Linked DNA regions of Mus musculus: all the other regions are linked to region 2. Evidence: chromatin contacts called from public Hi-C, HiChIP or PLAC-seq and promoter capture Hi-C data. All regions are on one chromosome and are shown on one strand. The core of a region is the stretch at or near the end of the contact, and the rest is flanking DNA. Distances in the headings are between cores, read along the strand shown.

Evidence for each region. Promoter capture Hi-C pulls out the DNA fragments that hold promoters and counts their contacts. HiChIP or PLAC-seq counts read pairs in DNA pulled down with a chosen protein or histone mark. A called contact is a pair of places that touch in the nucleus more often than the background predicts. Capture Hi-C pulls out chosen DNA fragments and counts their contacts.
Region 1: a contact with region 2 is called in a CTCF HiChIP or PLAC-seq map of the NIH/3T3 cell line, with 12 read pairs. The contact joins the promoter of Jagn1 here to the promoter of Sec13 in region 2. A contact is called at or near these places in 13 of 39 promoter capture datasets (the 3T3-L1 cell line, 3T3-L1-derived adipocytes, the HPC-7 cell line and 7 more), 2 of 15 datasets of contacts at CTCF or cohesin (the NIH/3T3 cell line and embryonic stem cells), 19 of 484 Hi-C or Micro-C datasets (the Ba/F3 cell line, CD4 T cells, CD8 T cells and 11 more), 13 of 115 datasets of contacts at active chromatin or transcription factors (the SCID.adh cell line, T-cell acute lymphoblastic leukemia, bone marrow-derived macrophages and 5 more) and 3 of 9 other capture datasets (adipose tissue, embryonic stem cells and liver).
Region 3: a contact with region 2 is called in a promoter capture Hi-C map of embryonic stem cells, with 3 times the contacts expected there. The contact joins the promoter of Il17rc here to the promoter of Sec13 in region 2. A contact is called at or near these places in 12 of 39 promoter capture datasets (the 3T3-L1 cell line, the SN4741 cell line, embryonic stem cells and 8 more), 4 of 484 Hi-C or Micro-C datasets (CD4 T cells, forebrain, natural killer cells and 1 more), 5 of 115 datasets of contacts at active chromatin or transcription factors (bone marrow-derived macrophages, craniofacial prominence, effector CD8 T cells and 2 more) and 2 of 9 other capture datasets (adipose tissue and liver).
Region 4: a contact with region 2 is called in a promoter capture Hi-C map of liver. The contact joins the promoter of Rpusd3 here to the promoter of Sec13 in region 2. A contact is called at or near these places in 6 of 39 promoter capture datasets (embryonic stem cells, hippocampal neurons, liver and 3 more), 4 of 115 datasets of contacts at active chromatin or transcription factors (the SCID.adh cell line, effector CD8 T cells, memory CD8 T cells and 1 more) and 4 of 9 other capture datasets (adipose tissue, embryonic stem cells, liver and 1 more).
Region 5: a contact with region 2 is called in a promoter capture Hi-C map of liver, with 2.6 times the contacts expected there. The contact joins the promoter of Cpne9 here to the promoter of Sec13 in region 2. A contact is called at or near these places in 6 of 39 promoter capture datasets (embryonic stem cells, hematopoietic stem and progenitor cells, hippocampal neurons and 2 more), 1 of 115 datasets of contacts at active chromatin or transcription factors (embryonic stem cells) and 1 of 9 other capture datasets (embryonic stem cells).
Region 6: a contact with region 2 is called in a Hi-C map of cerebral cortex, with 2.4 times the contacts expected there. The contact joins the enhancer-like site here to the promoter of Sec13 in region 2. A contact is called at or near these places in 11 of 39 promoter capture datasets (the 3T3-L1 cell line, 3T3-L1-derived adipocytes, embryonic stem cells and 4 more), 9 of 484 Hi-C or Micro-C datasets (LSK cells, bone marrow-derived macrophages, cerebral cortex and 4 more), 17 of 115 datasets of contacts at active chromatin or transcription factors (SST interneurons, VIP interneurons, bone marrow-derived macrophages and 10 more) and 4 of 9 other capture datasets (adipose tissue, embryonic stem cells, liver and 1 more).

The regions. Positions count from the first base shown.
Region 1 is chr6:113,441,301-113,444,000 of GRCm38.p6, reverse strand. It overlaps Jagn1 (jagunal homolog 1), which reads right to left and starts at 1,432. Exons shown (of 2, transcript NM_026365.3): 1 at 1,204-1,432. The coding sequence starts at 1,292.
Region 2 is chr6:113,739,395-113,742,094 of GRCm38.p6, reverse strand. It overlaps Sec13 (SEC13 homolog, nuclear pore and COPII coat complex component), which reads left to right and starts at 1,414. Exons shown (of 9, transcript NM_024206.4): 1 at 1,414-1,450. The coding sequence starts at 1,448.
Region 3 is chr6:113,470,071-113,472,793 of GRCm38.p6, reverse strand. Il17rc (interleukin 17 receptor C) reads right to left here and starts at 1,339. Exons shown (of 18, transcript NM_178942.1): 1 at 1,007-1,339; 2 at 702-723; 3 at 411-563; 4 at 105-167; 5 at 1-16. The coding sequence starts at 1,111. It overlaps Il17re (interleukin 17 receptor E), which reads right to left. Exons shown (of 15, transcript NM_145826.6): 15 at 2,036-2,723. The coding sequence ends at 2,651.
Region 4 is chr6:113,417,911-113,420,610 of GRCm38.p6, reverse strand. It overlaps Rpusd3 (RNA pseudouridylate synthase domain containing 3), which reads left to right and starts at 1,271. Exons shown (of 9, transcript NM_001033204.1): 1 at 1,271-1,393; 2 at 1,662-1,801; 3 at 2,536-2,580; 4 at 2,665-2,700. The coding sequence starts at 1,293.
Region 5 is chr6:113,281,043-113,283,742 of GRCm38.p6, reverse strand. It overlaps Cpne9 (copine family member IX), which reads right to left and starts at 1,436. Exons shown (of 21, transcript NM_170673.3): 1 at 1,202-1,436; 2 at 656-696; 3 at 501-547; 4 at 290-393. The coding sequence starts at 1,269. It overlaps Mtmr14 (myotubularin related protein 14), which reads right to left. Exons shown (of 19, transcript NM_026849.2): 19 at 2,351-2,700.
Region 6 is chr6:114,056,830-114,059,529 of GRCm38.p6, reverse strand. No RefSeq gene overlaps it. Among named protein-coding and RNA genes, the nearest start is that of Gm36023, 36 kb to the left of the region's middle. Within about 2 kb of position 1,364, at least 16 of the 459 cell types and tissues checked have an H3K27ac peak or open chromatin away from gene starts, as enhancers often do. A contact at or near this core is called in SST interneurons, cerebral cortex and cortical neurons, where this site is marked.

The DNA.
Region 1 (2,700 bases), core at 183-2,682, 300 kb after region 2:
AAAAAAAAGACTTGACTGCATTGAAACTCTTTGTAAACTTCATGTGACATCTTCCATAAAGATAGGGTCTACAGGTGGTGTCACACGCCTTTAATCTTATCAGGCAGAGGTAGGTGGGTCTCTGAGTTTGATGCCAGCCTGGTCTACAAAGTGAGTTCCAAGAAAGCCTGGAATTACAAGGAGAAACCCCATCTCGAAAAACCACTAAAGGAAGGACAGAGGCAGGTGAGGGAAAGAAAGACTCAGTGCAGAACACAATACAGACAGGATGGATAGATAGCCTGTAAGAGTTTATCAAACAAATAAAGGAACGTAGAAAGATCTCCTTATATGGACGTATTCCTAAACCTCAGGATGGACAGGGTCACCTTTTACCACCCACATCCAGACAGCCCCAAGTTTAGCAGCCACCACACTCCTATGCTGTGCCTTTACACAAACGACTTGCTAATTCCTCACCAAAACCTAAAAATCATGAAATTTTCTCCCTCTAAAAATGTGAAAACTGAGACTCCAATTGGAAATAACCCGAGTTGGAGCTGGAGAGTAGGCTCGCTGCAGTGGAGGCGGTTTGGGTTCATGAACCACAACTCTAGCTTCCAAAATCACTTCTGACGTGTGGTTAGAGACATGGCTTGCCACCTTTCTGGGCTTGGCTCTCAGCACCAACCTCGGGTAGACTCCAAATGCCATGTGTAACTCCAGCTCCAACGCCCTCTACTGGATTCTGCGAGCAGTTGCTCTCACGTGCACAAATACACACACACACACACACACACACGAAATTAAAAATAAAAATCTTTAAAAATGTTAAGGAGTTCTCAGGCCAAGTGCATCCCTGAAAAGCCAGAAGCACTCAGGAGACTAAAGAGAAGGCTGTGAGTTCGAGATCAGCCTGGACGCTACCGTGGGATCTAGACTTGAAAAAGAAAAGTGGCAGTGGCGTTCCCAAGGTCACCCAGGGGGCCAGCACCGAACCACGAGCCTGTGCAGGCTGGATCCCCTCAAAGAATAAGTCGGACCAAGGTGGGCCACGGGGTTTCCCCGGCCTGGAAACAGAGCAGAGGTCGTTAGAGCAGGGGACCTGGCGGGTACACGACAACTGGCTGGGGGGCGACAGCGTGAGGACCACTGGCGTCGCTTCTTCCCAGGATCTGCAGGCTCCGCCGGGAAAGGCCTCGGTACGCCTGGCTCACCTCGTACCTCATCTGGTAGTGCATGGCGACGCGCTCCCGGTGCTGAAAGTCGCTGCCGTCGGTGCCGGCCGCTCGCGGGCCTGCCCGAGACGCCATTGTACAGAACTAAGGCCCCTAACGCCGACCCTCTGCTCACACACCCAGCCAAGCACCCTGCGAACCCCTTCCCTGCTACCTCGGCCCGGCTTTCACTACACGGCGTGGAGCTCCGGGAGAACTTCCGGCCTCTCTATCCTGGGAGGACTGACTCTGTGGTTCCTTCTTCGCGCATGCGTTCTTGGCCTTTCTGAGGTTCTTTGCCAGAGTAGAGCGATTGCGGAATTAACAGTCCCTAGAAATGGTTCACTGACCTGCCCAGAGATCCCATCGTGCAGAACCGAACCCCAGGCCGCTGATGCCGAGCAACCAAGCCCCCAGCAAACCCCTTTTAACTTCATTTAAAGCATTTAAAATAATTACTTGTGTATGGGTGTTTTGTCTGTCTGTCTATGCACCACGTGTGGTTTTTGTGCCTGCAGAGGCTGGAAGAGGACATAGGATAGATTTGCTAGCTATACTGTGAGTGCTGGGATTTAAACCTAGTTCTATTGACCTCTTAACGGCTGACCCAGACCTTAAGTTGTAATTCTTGAGACAGGGCTTCATGTGCTTCATGCTGGCCTCGAACTCTTGACGGTCTTTTTTGCTTCAATCTCCCAAGGCGTGATTATAGTCTTAAACCATACCTAACTAGACTTGGCATCTTTGCCCAGTGGCTTGTTGCACATCTATATTTCCTGAAGCTCCACACAACCTTGGGGTTAGGGTCCAGAGCAAAGACGTTATACAACGAAAAGTATAGGGTGGTCAATGCTGAGAGGCGTCACTCAGAGGCTGAAGCAGTAAAGAGGCATCTCTTCCTCCCTGCAATGCTCTCCATAGTCTGAGACCCTGCGTCCTGAGGGCTAACTGGAACAAAGATGGCTGTGAATATTTGTAATCTCCTCAACGTGAAAGGTGGAGGCAGGAACAGGAGGAGTTCATTGAGGCCAGCCTGGCCTGTGTTGAACGTTTGCCAATAAATTAATTAAATAATTAATAACTGGAGAGTTATTAACAGTGGTTAAGAGTACCTACTGTTTTTGCTAAGGACCCAGATTGTTTGTTTTATTGAGACAGAGTCTCACTATGTCCTGGCATTTGCTATGTGGGTAGCCTTGAACTCACAGAGTGTTCTCCTTGCCGGATGTGTTATACAGCGAATGCATGTCGGGTGCCAGGGGAAGTCAGGAGAGGCCGTCAAACCCCCAAATGCCCTGGAACTGGAGCGCTTGTTGTGAGCTACCATGCAGGCTCTGGAAATCCAACTCAGGTCCTTTTCAAGAACAATCGCTCTTAGCCACTGATCCATCTCACCACCCCTTTGGGGTTTGGCTCCCAACACCTACAGCTCACAACTCACTGAAACTCCAGTTCCAGAGTCTCTAGCACCCTCTTCTGGCCTAGGTGGGCACTGCATTCATAC
Region 2 (2,700 bases), core at 165-2,664:
ACCCTAAGTATCGCCTCCTCAAATCCCTGTAAAAGTTCTCCATTGGAGGAGGAAAGAGATCTCAAAGGCACTGTGGTGGTGATAGTGACAGCCAGGGGTGAGGGCGGTGTCATGATATAAGGCTGCCACTCTCCAGGCCCCTCTCCAAAAAGCCTTCACACTCCTTGAGTCTTGGCATCTTGCTGGTAGCTATCTTCAGCCAAGGTATTCAATCCCAGTTTCAACATACGACCAGAAAGATTTTTTTTTTCAAGACAGGGTTTCTCTGTAGAGCCCTGGCTGTCCTGGAACTCACTCTGTAGACCAGGCTGGCCTTCAATTCAGAAATCTGCCTGCTTCTGCCTCCCAAGTGCTGGGATTAAAGGCATGCGCCACCACTGCCCAGCAAAGGATTTAGCTAATGGGAGTGGAGGTTCTACTCTGGGCCACTTGGCTTCTAAGTGTGGTGGGGAAATGTGACCACGTGCATCTGAGGAGCTGCCCTGGGGCTCTGTGTTCCCCTTTCAGTGCTGTGTAAGCACCAAAGCTAAAAACAAGAGTTTGGGGAGGTTCCAGTTGTTCTCCCTTGAAACAGTCAGACTCCCAGGGACTTGAGACTCTCTGCTTGCCATCCCTTAAGAAAGCTGGTGCATTTTTGTATACTATCATATCAACTAACAATGAAGCTTTGACTTCTTCCGTTTCAATTTGTATCCCCTTGATCTCATTTAATTGTCTTTTTGTTCTAGGTAGAACTTCAAGTACTATGTTGAATAGATAGTGAGAGAGTGGTCAGCCTTGTCTTGTCCCTGAATTTAGTGGAATTGCTTTATCCATCAACGTAATTTACCATATAAACAAACTGAAAAAAGCCCACATGATCATCTCATTAGATGATGAAAAAGCCCTTAACAATATCCAATACCCCTTCATGTTAAAAGTCTTAAAGGGATTATGGATACAAGGACCATACCTAAACATAATAAGGCAATATACAGCAAGCCAATAGTCAACATCAAATTAAATGGAAAGAAACTTAAGCAAGACCTAACAAAGCACTAGCCCAGTCTACTTGAGAAATTAACCTCTACGATGGTCATGATAAGCCAGTGGGACCCGGAACCCGCAGAAAAGGAGAGTGAAGCTATAATGACTAGTCATTTTATGTATGCATCTCAGGAACCAGAAAAAACTTAGTCTAAATAAAAAACCTGCTAGCGACGGCTTCAAATCATAAAATCCCTGGATTAGGGTCGCCACAGCAACCAGAGCCCAACAGTAGCCAAGATAAAGGCAGAACTGCAGGAGGGCGGGGCCGAGGATCCAGAAGACGCGGAACCTTTGTGTGAGTCGAGTGTGTTGCTGACCGGAAGATCCTGGGTGACAGCCTGCCGGCTGCGGGCCGGCACCGGAAGTGAAGCGTTTTGAGCTGCCACGTCCGAGGCCGTGGGTCGCCGCTGCTGCAGCTATGGTAAGTGTCGCGATCCCTGCGATAGTCGTGGCTTTGAGACAGACCACCTCTACGTCCTCAAAGTTTGCTTGTCCTGCCTCTCTCTGGGTCTCGGAGCGGGAATTTAAGGCAAGGCCACTGGGCCTTCCGGAACTCATAGGCCCGGGCTGCGAGCCCACCTCCTGCCCGTCTCGTGTCTTGTCCTCCAGAATTGGAAAAACAGCCAAAGCTATCATAGGATCTACTGCCTGACAAGCCCTTAGTGCGTTCCCACGATCGCTCACATCCTCTGCCTGCGCGTAGCCTGCGGAGCAGATGCTACTATCATCAACACTTGGGCTAGGCAGTGGCAAGCTAAGATCCAAATTCTCCTCATCATTCGCCCTGCCACCCACTACCTCAGCAAAGGAGGTGGAGGGATCAGTTGCTTGGACACAGGACTCCCATGTGTGATGGTCCCTTCGGGAAACTGATGACAGGCCTAGCTGAGTGACTCCAGGGCATCGTCTCAGCTTTTTATTTCTGTTTCTTATTTTTGAATTTACATGGCCTCTGTGGTATGTCTTTCACCGCACCCCACTCCGTATAATACTAAGGGAATGAAACTCTGGAAGTCTTAGACCCTGGTTGGCGCAGCGGTGCAAGGAGCTGCCTCCTTCTGTTGGCCTTTGGCTCTTTTGTTGCCAAGTTGGAGACTCATACACAGGTTCATTCTAAGTTTGTACCTGGTGTGATTCTGATGAGCTGAACTGTTTTGAGTGCAGCTTCTTACTGTGTTCCAGCAAGCGCATAAGTGTCCTTATAAGATGCTCCGGAGGACTGCTCCAAGAGCTTTAAAATACATAGCATCCCAAAGTGTGGATCATAACCCATGGCTGCTGGTTAAGAATGGTCATAAGGATGCCAGCTTTCCAAAGTCCTGTGGGTCACCAATAGAAAATTACTTTTCCTTGAGCCAGTTGGGATTGTGGGGAATTCTTGGTCACATCACCCACCTTATATTGGTGTGTGTTGGGGGAGGGGGTTAGAGGATTAGTAGATAAGATTGTTGCCAGCAGTGTGGTTTTGGTAAGGGTGTTTTCTTCACTGCCACCTTAAATTGATTAGTTTTTCTGTTGACTATAATTGATTGCTCCTGGTGCCTCTCCAATGCTCACGGGAAAATGTCATTGTCTCCAGGCAGGTGCTGCTCCTCTTTCTCTAATCTTTGCCGACACTTTTCAGAGCATTTAAGATTCTCAAGGAAACACACTTACTTATTCAGTGTGTGC
Region 3 (2,723 bases), core at 90-2,589, 270 kb after region 2:
TGGGCCTGGAGAGAGGCTGAGAGCAACAAGCAGGGGTCAGCCAGGCCATGGGCCACGGGAAAGACCCTGACTAGAAGCAGTAGTTGGGCCAGCTGGCTCCTCACCGTTCCTAGACTCCTGGAGTTCTGAATCAGACTTTCCAGCTTCTTCAGGCTCTGCCCAGTGCCCTGCAAGAAGCAGAGAAGAGAGCAAAGCCCAAGTCGGGCATCTGCTCTGGGCTGGTTCGGGCTTAGATTCCCTTGCATAGATGCCATGGCGCATAAGCAGAGGCCTGGGGGAGAGCAGGCTGGCCTGGAGGTACCTGGACCAGTATCTTAGACATTGCAGATGTCCCCAGAGTCTGCAATCCTCATGCCTTCCCCAGACAGGCTTATGTGTGCACTCAGTTACGGGCGGGCTTCCTCACTTACCATGCACGGCCAAGTGGACCACCACACGGACACAGAGGGCGCAATCTGTCTTCTGTGGACACCTCAGCACCAGCTCCGTCTGCAGGCGGGTAGGCACTAGCACAGGGCCTGGGGCAGACTGGAGGCTTCCAGGCAGGCAGAGCACGTCACCATCTGGGTGTGAAGGGGTGGGGTGGAAGCTGGTTTGGTTTGTGATACCTGCAGAGGGCAGGGGAGCTTCCAGGCTGAGCGCCAGCAGTTGCTTCCCTTCAGCTCGCCTGGAAGTCATTCTTTTCAAGTAGCAATACTTACCCCAGAGGTGGCAGGAGAGGCCCTGGGAAGGAAGAAAAAGTCAATTCAATTCAAGCGCCTTTCCTTGCTTGACAGCCCCCTAGCCACTGCCTATCTCCTTCCAGCGCTCCTTGTCCTAAGCCCTTCCCTGAAGAAAAGACCAATTCTTGTCCCCTTTCCATCTTCTCTTCCCCCATCAGCACCAGACAGACCAGACAGGGCAGTTCTGATAGAGGCAGTGACAGGAGCCAGACTCGGGCTGTGATGAGGCAGAGACTGAACTCTAACTCTGAGCCTTTCCCAGCCTCCCATAGTCCCAGACTCACTAGAGAGCAGCGTGCAGTGTCCTGAGGCTCCATCAGTCTCTCCAGAGAGACGACCACAGGGTTTCGGCCCAGTGCCAAGGACAGCAGGAACCAGGACACAGGCATCTTCCAGGTGCCGGACAGCACCCAGGCCTGAGGCCCCGTCCTGCCCCCCCAAGGGGGGGCAGACCCCTCGCCCCTGCTGACAATCAGCCCCGTGTCCCTGGGAGAGAGCAAGGGCTAGAATTCCTCTCCAGCCATGCTTCCCCACTCCAGTGAGCCTGGACTCCAGGCCCAGTTTCAGCTGGAGTGCTTTCGATTTGGCTCCCAGCAGGCAGTGGCTGTTCCCGCCCCGCCCTGTCCCGTCCCTCCCACCAACTCCAGGCTTAGGAGCCAGCAGCTTTGGACCTGGGTGGTGGCTTCTCCTCCTCCTCCTTGGCTGGTACCTGGCTGGGAGGAGCCCTGGGAAGGCAGCACAGCTGGACTCACTACTGTGTAAAGGAACTCCTACCCCGGATCTCACCAAAAAACAAAGATTCTGATCGATCTGGTCAGAAAGACCCCAGGCTTGTGGCATGCCGGGTGTTTCCACTTCCTGTATGACCCTGGGATCCTAAGGTCCACTGGGTCCCCTCTTACTATGCTCAGGTTCTTCCCTGGGTCTCAGTGACAGTGACCCTCGTGAAACAGGAGCTCTGAAGACAACGGGCTGCTGTCAAAGGGCACCAGAAAGTGAGCTCCCCACTGCCTGGCCCAGGTTCAGGGGAGACGGAGGGGCAGTGAGGCCCGGGAGACCCCTTACTGGGCTGAGTTCTGTCGAGCTGTTGCTGGCACTGGAGGAGAGCGATGGCCATGCTGCCTAGCTTCCGGTTTTCCTTTGCTCTTGGAAGAATCATAGTGAGGAGAGGATCCAGGAGGCACTGGGTCCCCCTTGCCTTTCACAGGCAATGCTTGTGGGAATGAAAGGACTTGGGCTGGTGAGCTGTTCTAGAACAAGCTTAGGGCAGGCTTCCTGACTGGCCCAGGCACACAAGAGCAGCACACTGTTCCTTAATGTGTCTACTACGTTTGCTTTTATTCATCTCTCTTACCAATTGGGTGATGTAGGCTTCTAATCCTAGCACTCCGGAGACAGAGGCAGGTAGATAAACCTCTTTGTTCCAGGCCATCAAGGGCTACACAGTGGGCTTCAGTCTCAAACAAACAAACAAACAAATCAAACTACCTCTGGACGAGGCCTCCCTCTGGGGAAGGTGAGGGACTCCTGGCTGACGGGGTTTCTCTCAACTCTGCCGAGCAGAGCACCTCCCCCCGCCCCCACCCCCTTCAAGCGCTTGACACTTAGGCCCTGCTTTCCAATCCTGGCCTAGCCCTCCAGCCTGAACTGGAGTGCTCGATGCAGATGGTTGTCTTTTTTTTTTTTTTTTTTTTTTTCAGTTTTGAAAAGAAATGGAAAAATCGTCCCTCCTTCTCAGAAAGGGCTGAGGACCTATCAGGAAAGCCCAAGTTCCTCTCAGGAACTCTAAGAGGGAGCAAATGTGAGGGAGGTTGGTCAAGTGTGGGACTTAAGGTGAGTCTTACGGTTTGGGGGACAAGAAGCACCCCCAAAGAGTACATGTGTGAGGCCTCATTCTGGAGTTCCTGCTGTTGCTACACAGGCTGAGGCTACAGACAGCTGAAACCACAGGGACTATTGGTTGAGCCTTGGTAGTCATCTTTGGCAGCCTCAAGTTCCAGC
Region 4 (2,700 bases), core at 22-2,521, 320 kb after region 2:
TGGGAGGCAGAGGCAGGCGGATTTCTGAGTTCGAAGCCAGTCTAATCTGGTCTACAAAGTGAGTTCCAGAACAGCCAGGGATATACAGAGAAACCCTGTCTCGAAAAACAAAACAAACAAACAAAAAGAGACTTTCTTTTTATTTTCAGTCATTATTTCTATTTCACTGTTTTTATTATGCGCATAAAATTGTTACTATCTTTTGTATTTTTTTTTGAGACAGGGTTATGTAGACCGATACTGGAATTAAAGGTCTGGTCTATTTTATTGCTAATTATGTACATATGTCTGTGTGTTTGGACAGGTGTTAAAGGAGGTTTTGAGTCCAAGGCTGTGGGTGCTGAAAACAACAGGCAATCCTGTTGTTTGTTCTGTTTTGTTTTGTTTTTTTGAGACAGGGTTTCTCTGTATAGCTCTGACTGTCCTGGAACTCATTTTGTAGCCCAGGCTGGCCTCGAACTCAGAAATCCGCCTGCCTCTGCATCCTGAGTGCTGGGATTAAAGGCGTGCACCACCATGCCCGGCAACAACAGGCAATCTTAACCAGTCTCCATTTTGTTTCATTTTACGCCCGTGTATTTTGTTTTTGAGACATACTGGCCAGGGTGGAACTCACAGCTTTCGTTTCTTTTTCTTTCTTTTTCTTTTTAGACTGGTTTTCTTTGTGTAGACCAGGCTTGTCTCAAACTCAGCTAACTACTTGCCTCTGTTCCAGGCATGCGCCACCACACCCAGCCTACCTTGATTTTCTTTTCATAGAGGGGCCTTGCGCATCTCCCAGGCTGGTCTCCAACCCAGTATCTGTGATCTTGTTCTTTGTGACCTACATACACGGTGCTGGGAATTGAACCCAGGACCTTGTGTAGCCTCTCTACCACCTGAGCCACAGCTTTGGGACCTTTTATGTCACAGGCTGTTACAATTTCAGACAGGTGTACTGACCGAAAGGCTGCATACCGGTCTTCACCTTTCTTCTCCCTCGGTTTTACAAGGGAGGGTTTCAGATTAAGGTTCCCCAAAATTGAAACGACAGTCTTCTCGACCCTTTTTATTCTAAGACACGTCCTCTACTTTGAGTAAATAACCCGCCTCGTGCCTCAGTTTTCCCAAAAGCCAGAACCCTAAATGGCACTTTTTCTTCTACAGGGGAGGCAAAGCCCGGATTCTCGCTCGTCTGAGCGCCCTCTGCCTTGATTGACAGCCTGCCTGACCAATCTACGCACGGAGGATGTACGGGAGGTGGGGTTGAGCTGTCCGTGGACACGCATGCGTACTGTGCTTGGTCCCCGGCAATGGGAGCCCTGAGAGTTTTGCGTTATGTCTCTATGATCTGGCGGCCGGAGCTGGGGTCTTGCGCACGGCAGAGGGATGCCGGCTTCGGCACCGAGGCCCGGTGATTATAACACTCCACTTCCGTGTATGGGGAGAGACTAGATCAAGGAGAGGGCAGGCATGAAATTCAGATCAGTACTTGGTTCTAAGCCGGACTATGTTGTGAGACCCGGCACTAGGTCATTGGACCTTTGAGCCTTGGTGCCTCTTTGGTAAAGTCTTGGGGGGTAGGTGGACTCCTGTCTGCTGAGCCCGGGAGTTCTAAGAAGAGGCTGGACTAGGCAGGGTGAGCAAGGGAGGGAGGTACAGGCTTCTACCATGTTTCTCAGGCGTCCGTCTCAACCTCACCGCTCCAGCAAGCACAAGGACCTAGTCGAGGACCAGCCCTTCCCGGGGCTGCTGAGGACGGAGAACCTCGGCCTGGAGGAGCTGGCTCATGTCCTGAGGGCAGCTGTGGTGGATCAGAAAGGTGAGGGGAGCCTGCTGCTCCTGTGCCTCCCCTGTTGCTGCAGGAGCCAGGCCAGCAGTCACATTCTTCCTAGCCTCACCATCACGAGGAGAGGTGTATACCTCACTCCTCCCTGTGTTCTGAGAGCAGCTGTAACAGAAGTTAACTATCAGAAAAAGCTTTGGGGTTAGTTATAGCTGGCCTCTGTAAGCGGCATGCCTCTTGGTTTCATAAGAGGGCTAGATGGCTGCTCTTGCAGAGAGGACCAGCAGTCAGCACCCACATGTTGCTTCACGACTGTATGTTCATGTAGCAGTGAGGGGCTTCACAGTTCTGGGATAAATATGGCCCCTGCCTTGCGAGATCCAGCGTCCTAATGTGAGAATTACTGAGCAATCGCTGCTGGCGTGGTAACCACACTTGTAATTCCAGAACTTGGGAGGTAGAGGCAAGGAGAATCAGGAGTTCAGGACCAGACTTAGCTGTGTAGTGAATTTGAGGCTGACTTGGTGTTTGAGCCCCCCTCCACCCGCAACAGTCAAGGACTGTAGGAGGGGCACACATTATACTGAGGTATGTTGGAGCCAATGGGAATGGAAGCCTGGAACTGCAGGTATGAAGGCTCCGAGGTACAGGGATTAGGAAGTGCTATTTAAAGTGGGGTTGGATTGTATAACCCCCACCCCCAACCCCACCCCCGAGGCTGCATGCAGACATGCTTCCCTGCTTTTGCTGACATCCATGAACTGTTTCAGGACCTCTGGTGACACTGAACAAGCCACAGGGTCTGCCTGTGACAGGTATGGGCATGGGCAGGGAGGAGGGCAAGGCTGGGGTAGAGATGGTTGGATGGCACGCTGGCAGCTTGTCCTCTTCCCTCCCAGGGAGACCAGGAGAGCTGACGCTGCTATCTGTGCTGC
Region 5 (2,700 bases), core at 187-2,686, 460 kb after region 2:
AGCATGGGAGGGCGCCTGAGGCCAAGGTGGAGCTAAATTAGAAGGCAGGGTTGTGGGCAGGGCCTGGTTTGGGGAGGGAACTGGATGGATTCTGCATAAGGAGGCGCCAACTTGGGTGTGGGGGGCGGGGTTAAGAACAGTGAAGCCTTAGAAGGACCTGGGCTAGGGGGAGGAGCCAGGTAGCAAGGTGAAGTGGGGGCGAGACCAGGCAGAATTCTGGCTGATCCAGGTTGGGGGGTGGTGGTGGAGGGGGGTGGAGGGTAAGACAGGATTCTAGGAGGAGCCTCACACATCGAAGCGGAGATTTTGCTTTTCCTCAAAGAAATAGTCGAGAACGAATTTGCGCACGAAGTCTGGATTCAGTGTGTTGTCAATCACCTCGGTTCGTCCGAACTGGGCAGCAGGGAGGGGTGGGAGGACGGAGCATGAACGCAAGGCGTGCAGTCGGGCTAGAGGTTCCCGGGAGCGGCCCTGAGCTGGGCTGGGGCTCGGGGACTCACCTCCCGCCACTCCTGGCTGGCCCGGCTCTGCGTGTGAAGCACCACCACTGCGGGTGAGGGCAGGGGAGGGGAGCTCGTCAGGTCGGCCCGCACCCCTCACCGCCCCACCCGCTCCTACACCCCGGGTTCCTCCTCCAGGCCCTGGAGCTGCTTACTGGGGTCCGACTTGGAGAATGTATCCAGGTCTAGCAGATTCCTAGAGAAAAGCATCAAACAGATGGACAGAGGGCTAGCTCATTCTGGCGCTCACCACCTTGACACAGTCCTGAACTGACTGGGCACCTGGAGGAGACGTGGGGTGCAAATTGTATTCCCTCCTTATTACTATTCCCAGTGACTGTTGGGGTCCACACTGCCAACATTCAGGACAACATCAGACATCTCTGACAAATGGCTCTATATGTGCCCGCACTGTCTCCAAGGGTCCAGGACTACGGCTCGCCCCAGAACTTTGGTCCCTTGTGGCCCAGCTCTTCAGCGATTCCCATAGCCCACCTTTTGAGCCGGTAGGCTTGGGTGGGGCTGCCCAGGGAGACCCCCTTTTTCATCCTGCCAGTGACTCCAGCCTTCAGCCTCAGTTCTCTGTTGCTCGCTCCTGGTCGTCCCCTCTGTGGTCTAGCCCCCTGCCCACACTGAACCCGCAGCTGCGGTAGGCTGGGGAATTGCCAGTACTTAAACCCTCCCCAGCGCGGCCCGCTCACCGGCACGACACAGTAATTTCAATCTTGGTGGCCGGGACGCTACGCTCCGAGGCTCCGCTGAGAGACATGACTGGTCCAATGGCCAAAGCCGCGTAGGGGCTGCGAGACCCCGGGTGCCGAAGCTAGGGGCGGTGGCGAGGCCGGCCCATGTGCGGAGGCAGCGGCTCTCTCCAGCCTTGTGTGCGCTCCGCTGCTCGCGCCCTGACAGTGGCCACCAGCAGCAGCGGCTCCAGATGGCAGCACAGCCCCGCCCGGCCCTGCAGGCGGCCCCCGCCCCATTGGAGCAGCCTGGAGCTAGTCGGGGAAACTCACTCAAACCCCAACTCTGGCCCACACATCCTCTGGAAACACCAGAGCAATGAAAACCTTAGAACTATCCATGGTCCTGAAATATTGGGCTGGCAGGTGGGAGTTGGTAGCCAATTCTGAGCAGCGCTCATCTTTCCCGACCCATCTTGATCTCTGGATATGAAGTTACATTTCCCCCTTAATATTTGTGTGGCCTTGAGCAAGTTACTCAATATTAGTGGTTATGGCCCTAGTGGCAGCTACTGGCATACTTTAAGATAGGCTTAGTGACCTCTGGGTATTCACATTGATGGCCTATTAGGTCAGGGCTCTGGGGAACAGTTCATTGGCACAGCACCTGGTCTACTATATGCAAAGGCCTAGGGCCCATCCTCAGTACAGGGTGCGAGAGGAGGATCAATGAATGGTGAAGAGCTCTGAATCAAGCAGCCCCCTCCCTGTGCCGTGTCCACTGCTGCCTCCACAGCCCAGAAGCCTGCCCCTCTATTGGCTCAGGTCTCCTATCCCAGAGCACTGTCGCTTCAGGGTTTAACTAAAGATGAAAGCCGCCGGGCGTGGTGTTGCACGCCTTTAATCCCAGCACTTGGGAGGCAGAGGCAGGCGGATTTCTGAGATTGAGGCCAGCCTGATCTACAGAGTGAGTTCCAGGACAGCCAGGGCTACACAGAGAAACCCTTCTCGAAGAAAAAAAAAGCAAGCCAGTGAGGATATGCAGAACTTGCACAGAACAGGTAGTTGTGGTCGAACCCACTCAGCTGCTGACCTCTCCTTCCAACCCAGTCTCACGGGTTTATATGCCACTCCTCGTGGCTTACGCTGACTGATGGGGACTGAGAATTTGACTTGGTGGTAGAGCATTTATTTGCTTATAAACACAAGCCCGGGTTTCTTTCCCCAGCAAAGAAGGAACAGAGATAAATCCTACTTCGTAACTCCCCCAAACTCCAACCCTTCATTCAGCACGAGGCCAGGCAGTGAAGATTCCGAGCAGCTCAACGACGGTCACAACCGGATGAAATGCTAATGAAAAGCCATTCAAAAAACTTGCTTTTATTTTGTGATTAGTGTGAAATTGCCTCATTTTCAGTGCAGGTGATTCTCCTTCCCAGGAAACAAAAATTGCAGAATGGGGTTTTGCTGACATTATAATCTCCATGAGGCCCTGGGAACGCCCCTGTACCCTCCAACAC
Region 6 (2,700 bases), core at 115-2,614, 320 kb before region 2:
TGATGGTGAATTCTTAAGCCCCAGCCCTGGGGAGGCAGACAGGAAGATCCATGGAGCTCACTGGCCAGGCAGTCTAGTCTCATTGGTGGGCTTCAGGCCAATGAGACACCCTGTCTCAAATAAGGTGGACAATGTTTCTAAGGATGATTCCCTTGGCAGTCCTCCAATCCCCACCACAGGCTCACACTCATGCACTTTGACACACATATGAACATACACACATGTACTCATAAGAACATGAATCGTAGTAACTCTAAGGAGCAGACAAGTAAGTCGAAGTTCAGTGTGGATGGCCCCTGCCTAAGGTCAGAGGGCCAGCAGCGGCAAAAGGCAACCCAGAAGAGAAGCCCTGTTTTCTCTCACCAACCTCCGGGCTCTCACAGAGCTCCAAAGAGCTGAAGTCGCTGCTTTTGTCAGGGAAGGGGTAGGGCCTGGCATGGTGCAGAAAAACTAGGGTAGGGACTGAAAGGGGAAAGGGTCACAGGCTGGCCTTGGCCAGAGGGAGCCCAGTGCCTGCAGTCTTCAAAGGAAGGCTTCACTGTGCTGAGAAAAAGCACCACAGAGGTGACCAGAGGTGAAAGGCAGGAAAAAGTAGAAATGAGAACTAATCATAACTCCATAACAGAATGTGTGCTTAGAACATGCCAGGCCCTGGGTTCACTCTCAACAGTTCCCTAGATAGATACAAACTACAAACATCCATGCATATGTACACACCGTGCCTTGATTTATTGGCTACTTGCTGCACAAGCCCCTGGACCCTCCATCAAGTCACTTGGGGCTTCGTCTCCTTTTGGTGAGATGAGGACTTCCCCCACCCTCCCTACCCTGAGTTCTCAGGTTATTTTTGAAACGAACATTTTTCTCCACCCCGCGGAGAACTCATTATTCAGAGCTCTTTTTTCTCCCATCATCTTCTTTTTTAGTAGAGTTGAATCCTAGAGGGGATAATAAATATGTATACATACAGTCAGGAGCCAGGCAGAGAGAAAGAGGTAGAAGCAGGCTGTCAACAAACCAGCCCAGGAAATGCTACGGACTGCACAGTGGTCCCTGGGGGAGCAGCCAGCCTTCACCGTGTCTGTAGGAGAGTTTGCCTGGACAGGGTCGTGGAGAAACATCAGCGGCCAGTCTCTTCTGCCCATGAGAGCATTCCCTTCTGTGCACACTCCATGGCTGCCTGCCTGGCCTTGGCTCCCCCTTTGCCCTAATTCTGCCCCATTTCCCTTCCCTGGGACAATCCACAGGGGCACTTGTTCAATTGCATTTCCTACTCAGCCCCTGAAAAGTAGGTCACAGATTTGTCTCGCAGAACCTGGAGCGTCAGGACTGCTGCATCAGGTCGTAGGTGGCAGCTACCTTGGGGGAAGCGTGGGAACCGGGAGGACGGCTTCAGTGCAAGCCTGTCTTGCAGAGGGATGCAGCACTGAGTTGCCCAAGCTCTCCCAGAAAGTCATCTTTGTCGCTCTGATTACTGGGAGCCCACCCATGGCTTTCTGTCACCTGGGCGATGGACCCAGACACCCTCTGAACTCCAAAGCCTGAGGTGTTCTGGCCTCTACTGCTCATTCTGCATATGCTTCCTGCTCCAAAGGCAAGGATGTCTCTGGCCCCTCCACACCCTTCCCTTCCCGCACACTACATTTGCTCTTCTGTGCCTGGCACCAGACTCTCCTTTCCTCCCACACCCTTCACAAGGCATACATGCATGCACACGCATGTGCCTCCACACACAGTGCTATAGGGCTTTAGGACAGACAGTAGTGTCCTCAGATTCCTTATTAAAAGCCTCACACCTGAGATGAAGGTGTTGGAAAGTAGAGCCCTGGGGAGGTGACAAGTCATGGGGAGAAGCCCTCACAAATGGGATTAGTGCTCTTAGGACAGAGATTCCAGGAGGTCCCTTTGCCTCTCCTGCCTTGTTAGAAAGCAGCAAAAATGATAATCATGAACCAGGAAGTAGGACATCCAATACCAAATCTGCAGATGCCTTGTCCTTGGACCGCCAGCCTCCAGAAGTGTAGGCAGAAAAATCTCTGTTGATTTTAAGCTGCCTAGACTAAGACATATGTGCTTCCTGAAAGTGAGCACATACAAGCACATGGGTACACACACAAAACATAGGAAACATGTATGTGCACACATATGTGTGTACACATATATACAAACACATTCACATATATGTACACACATGCACATACCTGAAAACAAGCCCTCATATGCAAACACATGCATACACACATACAGGAACACAAAAACATGCATGTATGCACTCGTTCCTGCTTTTACACACACAATCACAAACAGATATGCACATGAACCTGCAGACAGACACACACATGTAAATGTACCCGAGCACACATGAACACACATGCATACCTACACATGTGCACAAACATCCACCAGCAAACAGAAGCATGTGTATACAAACACACACATACAATAGCACATGAATGCATACATGTACATACACAGATACATGTGTGTACAGGTACATGCAAATGTGTGGCACATATTCATGTATGCACCCAAATGTGTGCAAATACATATACATGCACATACTTACCCATATACACACCATAGCTCTCCCTTGGACACTCAGTTCTGGCTTCTACACACACCTGAAAATTTCCCAACATACGTGTCTCACATCCCCTTATAGGTCTTAAGCTAACATGTGAACATATTGACATGCATATA